Linked DNA regions of Sorghum bicolor: region 1 is linked to region 2. A link is a contact called in public HiCAR-type data. All regions are on one chromosome and are shown on one strand. Each heading gives the region's core, a stretch centred on a gene start, on an enhancer-like site or on the middle of the called end of the contact. The rest is flanking DNA. Distances are from core to core; before and after follow the strand shown.

What was found. HiCAR-type assays count read pairs that join an accessible place to other places.
Region 1: a HiCAR-type map of leaf shows a contact between it and region 2, with 4 times the contacts expected there. The contact joins two enhancer-like sites. A contact is called at or near these places in 2 of 4 Hi-C or Micro-C datasets (leaf and leaf mesophyll) and 1 of 1 datasets of contacts at active chromatin or transcription factors (leaf).

Annotation. Positions count from the first base shown.
Region 1 is chr7:14,472,209-14,476,220 of Sorghum_bicolor_NCBIv3, reverse strand. No RefSeq gene overlaps it. Among protein-coding and RNA genes, the nearest start is that of LOC8073257, 12 kb to the left of the region's middle. Within about 2 kb of position 2,475, at least 5 of the 5 cell types and tissues checked have open chromatin away from gene starts, as enhancers often do. A contact at or near this core is called in leaf, where this site is marked.
Region 2 is chr7:14,383,730-14,387,993 of Sorghum_bicolor_NCBIv3, reverse strand. No RefSeq gene overlaps it. Among protein-coding and RNA genes, the nearest start is that of LOC110437120, 38 kb to the right of the region's middle. Within about 2 kb of position 1,368, at least 5 of the 5 cell types and tissues checked have open chromatin away from gene starts, as enhancers often do. A contact at or near this core is called in leaf, where this site is marked.

The sequences.
Region 1 (4,012 bases), core at 1,226-3,725, 87 kb before region 2:
TCCAATGAAATGACGCAACACGACACGACGGCACTTTTGTCACGTTAATCTACTTGGCCGGCCAATAAACTAGGGTTTATGTCCCTTGTTTAGGACACCTAATGGCTGATGTAACCACAAAAAGATACGCGTCAGCCGGGCTAACAAAAAAAAAAGGGTTACTAGCTAGTTATGAATCAAACGACGACCTTGACATGATCTCCGGAAGATCACAGGCAGGAAGCGACAGAAAGGAATTGGACTGGGAGCTCAGGAGTTGTTGGAAAGCATCACCGGAAAGAATCGTTATAATATATGTGCTTGTAAGTTGGAACGCAACAATAATTTTAGGTCCTGCATCATTGACTAATTTATGGTGCAACCTTCATATATATGAGTACTTGTATAGTATAAGTTGCTAGATGGGGTTGAACATGGAAAACTTCAATGGTTCTAGTGAAAATTCGAGAAGATTGTTACAAGTTCAGGAATCCAAATTAGTGTTACTCTACAACAGTTTGCAGATGTAATTAATAGGAGTTGCAGCAGTACAGACAATAATGGTCTCTTGATACCTCACAAGTGACAGAATTTACAGCATGCTAATTTATATACAATAAAAATATCGCAACTGACTTTTTTGAAAAAATAAAATAAAAAAATCTCACAAATAAAGTGTTTAAAGTCAACGGTAGAGATGAAATAAAAATGAAGTAGACCTAAAGGTAAATTCTCAGAAAAGCAACGGGATTATATTCGTGCTCATTGCAAAGGCGGACCAGACACCTAACCGGTTGGATCACCAATAGCTAGCCAGCAAGGGATTCTTCTTGTACACATGAATGAAAAAGATGAGAAATCCAAAATATGCCGGCCACCACACTTTCACACTTGTGGATGCACATCCATCCATGGATGCCCACTCTCCTAGCTAGCTCAGGGAATAAGTCCTCGGTGTTAATAGGAGGTGAATACAACCATTTGTTGTTCAATATTACTTACAAGAAATGAGGTTGTTTTTGACAAGTGCTAATCTTAATTTTTTTTGTAGGCGCTATTGAAAGGAACACATTGGTTATGTCAACGAGCGCAGTTAATTACATAGATGTAAAGACAACAAAGAACACATCTTTCAAATTCATTGAGCACTAGAGACATGCTCTTTGTCTTGTTTGGATGGCCACAATATTAATTGGAGCTTTGAGATGGACACTTTTTACTTCTTATTATCTTTGGTATGATTCTCTTGGTCTCAAGAGATGAAGTTGGGCTTGTCTCCTTTCTCTAAAAAAATAGTGAAAATCTAAAGATGATAGAATTTGAGTCGTTGAAGGTGGGTTGTGCACCCAAGAGCGATAAATTTAGGTTTATTTTTAGGTTAACAATAAGATATAGCGATTGTGTAATGGACACCTCAAAATCAACAATATTTTCAACACAATGTGTTAAAATATTTGCGTATTATTGAAAATGATGAAAAGCTCAGCCAAGATAGAGTGCAAGGCTACTGTGCATAAGCCTAAAAGATCGTGCCTTCTACGATTTTTTTGACCAAAAAAGACTAGGGGGAGATCCCATACTGTGAGAATTTTTATATTAATTAGGGGGTTTGTCTTTGTTGTGGTCGTTTGCTTGCTCATGTTGTTAGTAGATTTGCCTTAGTTAGTTTTTATATTTGTTCTACTGCTCTTGTTTTGTGTTACTCTAAAGTCGTTGTTTGTTCAGCCTGGACCTTCTTATCAATATAATTGGCAGCACTACCAATTGATTCACTTCAATAAGTAACTTCAGGTAAACTTAAGTATTATTACTCCTTTTCCTTCAAAATGTCTATTCGACAATTAAGATAGACAAGCCTAGTAGCTAGCAATAAATCCAGTAACCCAAGCGTCCATTTGGATCCTTTCATTAGGGCTAAATTTGAATCTACTTCATGAACTAGGCTATTTAACTTATGTTCCACCACTTTTTATAAATCTTAAGTATAAATCTGTGTCAAATTCAAAAGGTAAGAAATGAAAATAGAAATAGTAAGAAACAGAAAGTGAGATTCGCCGCCCGATCTCCTTCACTCGTCTCTGTCTCTCTCTCGAGTCACCACACTAAAGGCTTCTTGTGGGGATCCTCATGTTCGTCAAGCTTTCACCCGCGGCAAGGAACATGATTCTTAATTCTTAAAACTGGATCGGATACGAACAGATATGATTGATATTATATTTGTTTTCATATTTCTGGTCGAATTCGGATTCGAATACGGATAATATCAACCATATCGGATAAGATAGGATTAGATGTCGACATCATAAATATATGATTTAAATATTCAAATACGGATACGAAATCGGATGCCTCTAAATAAATTCAGCCACGAATACAGTCGGAAAATATCTTTACCGTTTTCATGTCATGCGCAAAGACGATGTATGGAACCCGATCCATTCTTCCACTCCCACCAGGGGTGAAAAAAGTTGCATTTTTGCTATTGCTGCAAGCATCGTCTGGTCGTCCTCACTTTTCACCCAACCAACCATGGCATGCACATTGGCAGCAGTATGGCACAGCACCAGCAGGAAGCAGCCTTTTGATAGACTTTTTGGAAAGGAGGATCGTGATGAGGCCGAAAAGAGGCGGTCGACCATCATGGCATCTGATCTGACTTGACCCCATGGCTTTTTCAGCCCTCCTCCCCATAATTGCCATTGCGTGGCAATGGGAGTCCGAAGGAGAATCCTGCCCGGACCCGGGTACGAACGTCCGTGGGTCTCTCTGGTCTTAAGATCTCATCATGCTTGGGTTGCTGCTGTGCTGTCAACAAAGGCAGGCAGGCAGGCAGGCAGGCAGCTATAGTAGTGCCTACTAGACCTCCGTCCCTAAATGTTTTGGCTCCTAAGAAACAACTTTAACTAAACATATATTAAAAAATAATAATATTTAGATATATAATTTGTAGTATTGAATAGATATTTAATGCAGTTTTTTTATAAATTTATTTAAAGATAAAAATATTGTACGTATTTTCTATACTCAAGTCAAAGTTATCGATAGGTAAATCGTGACAACAAATATTCAAATATTTAGGAAAGGAGTAATTCTTTTCATGCATCTAAGGTTTTGTCAAGTTGGTGAAAATTTTTCGCTTTGGTGACAGTAGCATTTTTTTTGTATTTGGTAATTATTGTCCAATCATGAATTAACTAAACTTAAAAGATTTGTTTCGTAAATTACAGTCAAACTATGTAATTAATTATTTTTAAACTATATTTAGTGTTCTATACATGTGCTGTAAGATTTGATGTGACGATGAATTTAGAAAAAAATTTAGAACTATAAACAAGGCCTAATCCATCAGGATTGGAATGCAGAAGGGATCAGGTACCTTTTCTTTTCTTTTTGAGCCTAGGATCTTTTTTTTCTTTTTGAGGCCCTGTTTAGTTCTCTACCAAAAAAATTTTTATTCATCCCATCGAATCTTTGACACATGCATGGAACATTAAATGTAGATAAAAAATAAACTAATTATACAGTTTAGTTGAAAATCACGAGACGAATCTTTTAAGCCTAGTTACTCCATGATTAGCCTTAAGTGCTACAGTAACCCACATATGCTAATGATAGATTAATTATGCTTAATAGATTTGTCTTGTAGTTTTCTGACGAGCTATGTAATTTATTTTTTTTATTAGTTTCTAAAAATCTCTCCCGACGTCCTTTCGACATATCCGATGTGACACTAAAAAAAAATTCATCTCTAATTTAAACAGGGTCTGAGTCTAGGATCAGGCACCTTTCTGCCTTTATGAACGGGTCACTTTTGCTCTGACTGAAACCCCATGCTATTGCTACTTGCTAGCTGTTCTCTGATGGGATCGGATAGGGTTGAGGAGGGGATTCGACAAGCTGCATGATGTACGCGGCGATCTATCATGCTCGATCCATCCTTGTTCTTTCCTTCCCACTGCTCGTAGCATTGATCTGTTATCCCCAAAACGAAAATTAATTCCAGATTCAACTAAAAGACACACAGGGAATAATG
Region 2 (4,264 bases), core at 119-2,618:
TCAATATTTTGGAAACAGTGCATAGAAGTTTTATGAGGATGAAACTCTCTCTACTCCCATGAAACTCTTATCATCTCTCTCTTCATTAATATAGCGCCACATCAGCATATTTAATATGCATGAAACTCTAATGAAACCCCATTGAAACTGGCCTTACAGTAGTTTTTCCTGACGTTCACATCTGGTCGCTATATAGGAGCAAGTATTATAGCAGGCTGTAAGCCAGCTAAATGCTGAGGTGGAGGAGAGAGAAGAGAAGAGAGAGTAAAAGCGGGCTGTAAGCTTACAACCGACTCAGACACAAAAACCAAGAAAATATATGAGACAGACAAGTGGGCCATATATTAATAGTGATGAGCTAACCATTATATGAGTGGGCTGCAAGAAGGCTGTAAAGAAATCTTACAGCCAGCAGCTGGCTGTATTATAATACTTGCTCTAGTACTGCACTGTTGGTAGTACCTACGAGCACGACATGGGAACCCTTGAATGTAAAATTGACTTTACTTTTGGTGGCCTGGAAAAGTTGCTCTTCTTTTGGGATGCTTCTCATGTTTGGCAGCCGCAGGTCCGTCACCTTCTTCAAAGCTTAACCACAGGACGGTGTGCGTTCCACTAAATGAGTTCCCACAACGTACACTGTACATGACAAGGATGAGCAAACCACGCATTTAGATACACCGACTAGATGTGGTGTGTGTGTGTGTGGTGGTTTCTTCTAATTATTAAACAAATTAAAATTGCGTGAACAGCATTAGCGGAACCCGAATTAATATCTGATGGTGATCATCGTCGACTCCCCGAAGTTATATTCTGAAGTCATATGTTTGACACAGCTTAGGTCATGTTTGGTTCCAAGTGTTTTTTTATAACCATCACATCGAATATTTAGAGACATACATAAAGTACTAAATATATATTATTTATAAAACTAAAATAACAGCTAGTGGATAATTTGCGAGACAAACCTTTTAAGTCTAATTAATCCATAGTTGGATACTAATTATCAAATAAAACGAAAATATTACAGTGCCTGTCGAGGGAGAACATCACCGATATTGTAATTATTTAAGACCGCGGAAACTTAGTTTGTCGAGCACCTTTTAATTTTGGAGATAAGCTTGTGAAGCAGAGGAATTGGCACCCATGAAAATGAACACTCTCGTCTTCTTAACCACAATCCGGTTCTGAGGTCTGAGCTGAGCTCCCTCCTAATCAAGTAATCAGCCAGCTTTGTGTGACTGAAAATCAGTGCCCTGGTCCTAGGTTTGCTTGGTGCCGATATTTTTCACACAGGCAGGCAGGCAAGGCAAGGGAGGAGGGTGGGCCATAGGCGGGCCCAGCAAAATTTATGCCCGGAGGCCGGGGCCGGGGTCCGGGGAGTCGTTTGCGTCTGGGAAAGTGGTGATGGGCCTGGATGTGGATGCATTGATGGAGGTGGGTTGGAAACAAACGAGGAAGAGCTGATTTGGAAAACCGCGGCAGCGAATCAAAGCGTTTTCGGTTTCAGCCTTGTGCTCCCTCATCAATCAATTCATAGCAAATAGTCTCAACATCCGGTACTCCGTCCGTTTCTCTCGGCAACGAGAATTATTTATGAACAGGTACAATCATTTGCTAGTAAAGTAGCAGCTTTTTTCCGCTTCTGAAATGAAACGAGAGGGGACTGTACAACCGATATATTTATGGTATTCTTGTTTTGGTGGAACTTGTTTATATTAAATATTTTTATTACTAAACATAAAACCACATATTCTCCTATATATATATAACTAAAAAGAACAAAAGTAAGTAAGATCATCAGATGATACAAAATAATTTTTTGGGTCGCCTCCACGTCCCCGTGCGATCCCACAACCTGTGCTTAGGAGGTGGAAGGTTATAAAAATAAATAAAGAATAAGTAAGGATTTCTGATGCAAATGTACAACAGAGAAATAATATATAAATGTGAAGTTGGAAGGGTGTAAAAGAATTAAAGAATAAGAAAGGATTTCTGATGTAAAATTATAGCTCTGCTTAGGAGGTGGAAGGGTGTAAAAAGAAATAAAAAATAAGTAAGGATTTCTGATGTAAATGTACAAAAGAGATAGAATATATAAACCTGAAGTGGAAAGGTGTAAAAGAAAATTAAAGAATAAGAAAGAATTTCTGATGTAAAATTATAGCTTTTTTTTTTCGATCCTGCGAGTCCCTGATGCGCACCTAATCAAACGCCACCCGGAGAAAAATAGAAAGAATTGATTCCTGGGAGTTAAACACGTGAGCAAGAAAAGGAAAGGAGCCTCTATGTGGTGGCCGGCGCCAACTACCTGGAGGTGGAGTCTGTGGCCATTACCGAGGATGAGGTCGAGGGGCTAGCATAGAATGGAGAAAAGAAGGCAATAACGGTGCCGGGGTCGAGCCTGATGCTCTCGTGGATGAGCCGAGAGAAGAGGAAACAAAAGGGAAAAGAAAAGAAAATGAATAGCATTCTGATAGGTGGGTCCCACATAACTAGCAGAAGGTGTTGGTGATCTCCTTTAATAATAAAAAATAGTATTATTATTTTGTCAGGGATGACTTATTAGTGAGCTGCTGGAGTTACTCTTGTACGAAGATAAATCAGCATGGTGGCAGAGAAACTACTACTCCTACTTAGGCGTTGTTTAAATTAGTTTTAGATTCTTAAAAATCAGTTTTTGCCTCTATTTCTGAAATCTGGATTCTGAGCAATAACTGATGTGGATGTTTGATCCTAATTTTTAAGAATCTAACTTCATTCATTGCTCTGTGCGTTATAGAAATGGGTAAAAACTGGGTAACAATAGCTTTCTAAGTTTTTAAGAATCTGGTAAAATTTGACAGCAAAATCCCACCTAGTTTAAAAAATCAGATTCTTAAAAAACTGAAAAAAAACTAGAGGGATCCAAAGGGCATCACCATCAATTTTTGGGACAGCTGGGAAGCAGCAGCAGGCGAGTGAGTGAATGCATAAAGCGACCCATTGAAAAGGTGCCAAGGGCAAGAGGACAAGCGGCCCATCTCCATCTCCGTCACAGATGGAAGATCGGAGGGCCCTGATTAATGGTTCTATTAATGAGGGGGGTCAATAGTGATGATGGTCTATCTAATCTATCCTATCCATCTCTTTGCTACTATACACACATTACGTACTACACAATTGCTGATAGATGTTGGTGCTGTACTTGATGATTAGACTTCATATTAGGCCCTAGCTAGGTAGGTTCTATTAATGAGGGGGGTCAATAGTGATGATGGTCTATCTAATCTATCCTATCCATCTCTTTGCTACTATACACACATTACGTACTACACAATTGCTGATAGATGTTGGTGCTGTACTTGATGATTAGACTTCATATTAGGCCCTAGCTAGGTAATCAGAACATAAGCGGGCGCCACCAATATACGTACTCTCTCCGTCCCCGAAAGAATCAATTCCTAGGATGCGTGCCAGTCAAACTTTTTAAAATTTGACTAATTTTATAGAAAAGAGTAACAACATCTATAATATAAAATACACATTATATGAAAATATATTCTATGATGAATCTAATAATACTAATTTGATACTATAAATCTTGCATTTTTTTCTAGAACTTTGGTCAAAGTTTAAAAAATTTGACTTAGGACAACTCTAGAAATTGACTCTTTCGTGAACGGAGTGAGTAATTGTCTACATTAGTGGTCGAACCTAAAATCTTTCCACCATTGAAACCTAAGTATCATGCATTGCATGGGTGACTGCTAAAAGTTTCCACTATTTGTTAATAATATTGCTTTGCATTAACTCTGAACTAGAATACAAACTTTGGTTTCAGTTCTTTTTTTTTGAGAATTATTTTGTGGTGCTCACCTATGAGGCCCACAGGAATGTGGCCCGTAATATCACTGGTTGGGCAATTCTTGGCCCCGTTGAGCCTTGGGTCATTTTACCTAGATAGTCTGGCCCCCTCTGACAAAACCACAGGCCCAATAAAAGGCTAAAACGAAAGAGGAGCGATCTATCTAGGAGTACTATTTGCAATTGACAATAGGCATGTCATGGACATATGTACGAAGCCTTCTAGATCATATATACTGTTCTTTTTGACAACATCACATAATTTACATTATCACAACAGCCATATTACAAAGAGGTCCTCCAAAGAAGACGAAAATATAACAAAGTCCAAAATCTGAAAAGGGAAGACACTAATGTCGATGGCGATGGTGAAGACGAATCTGCCGACGGGGGGGCACAGGGGCATGGTAGACGCAAC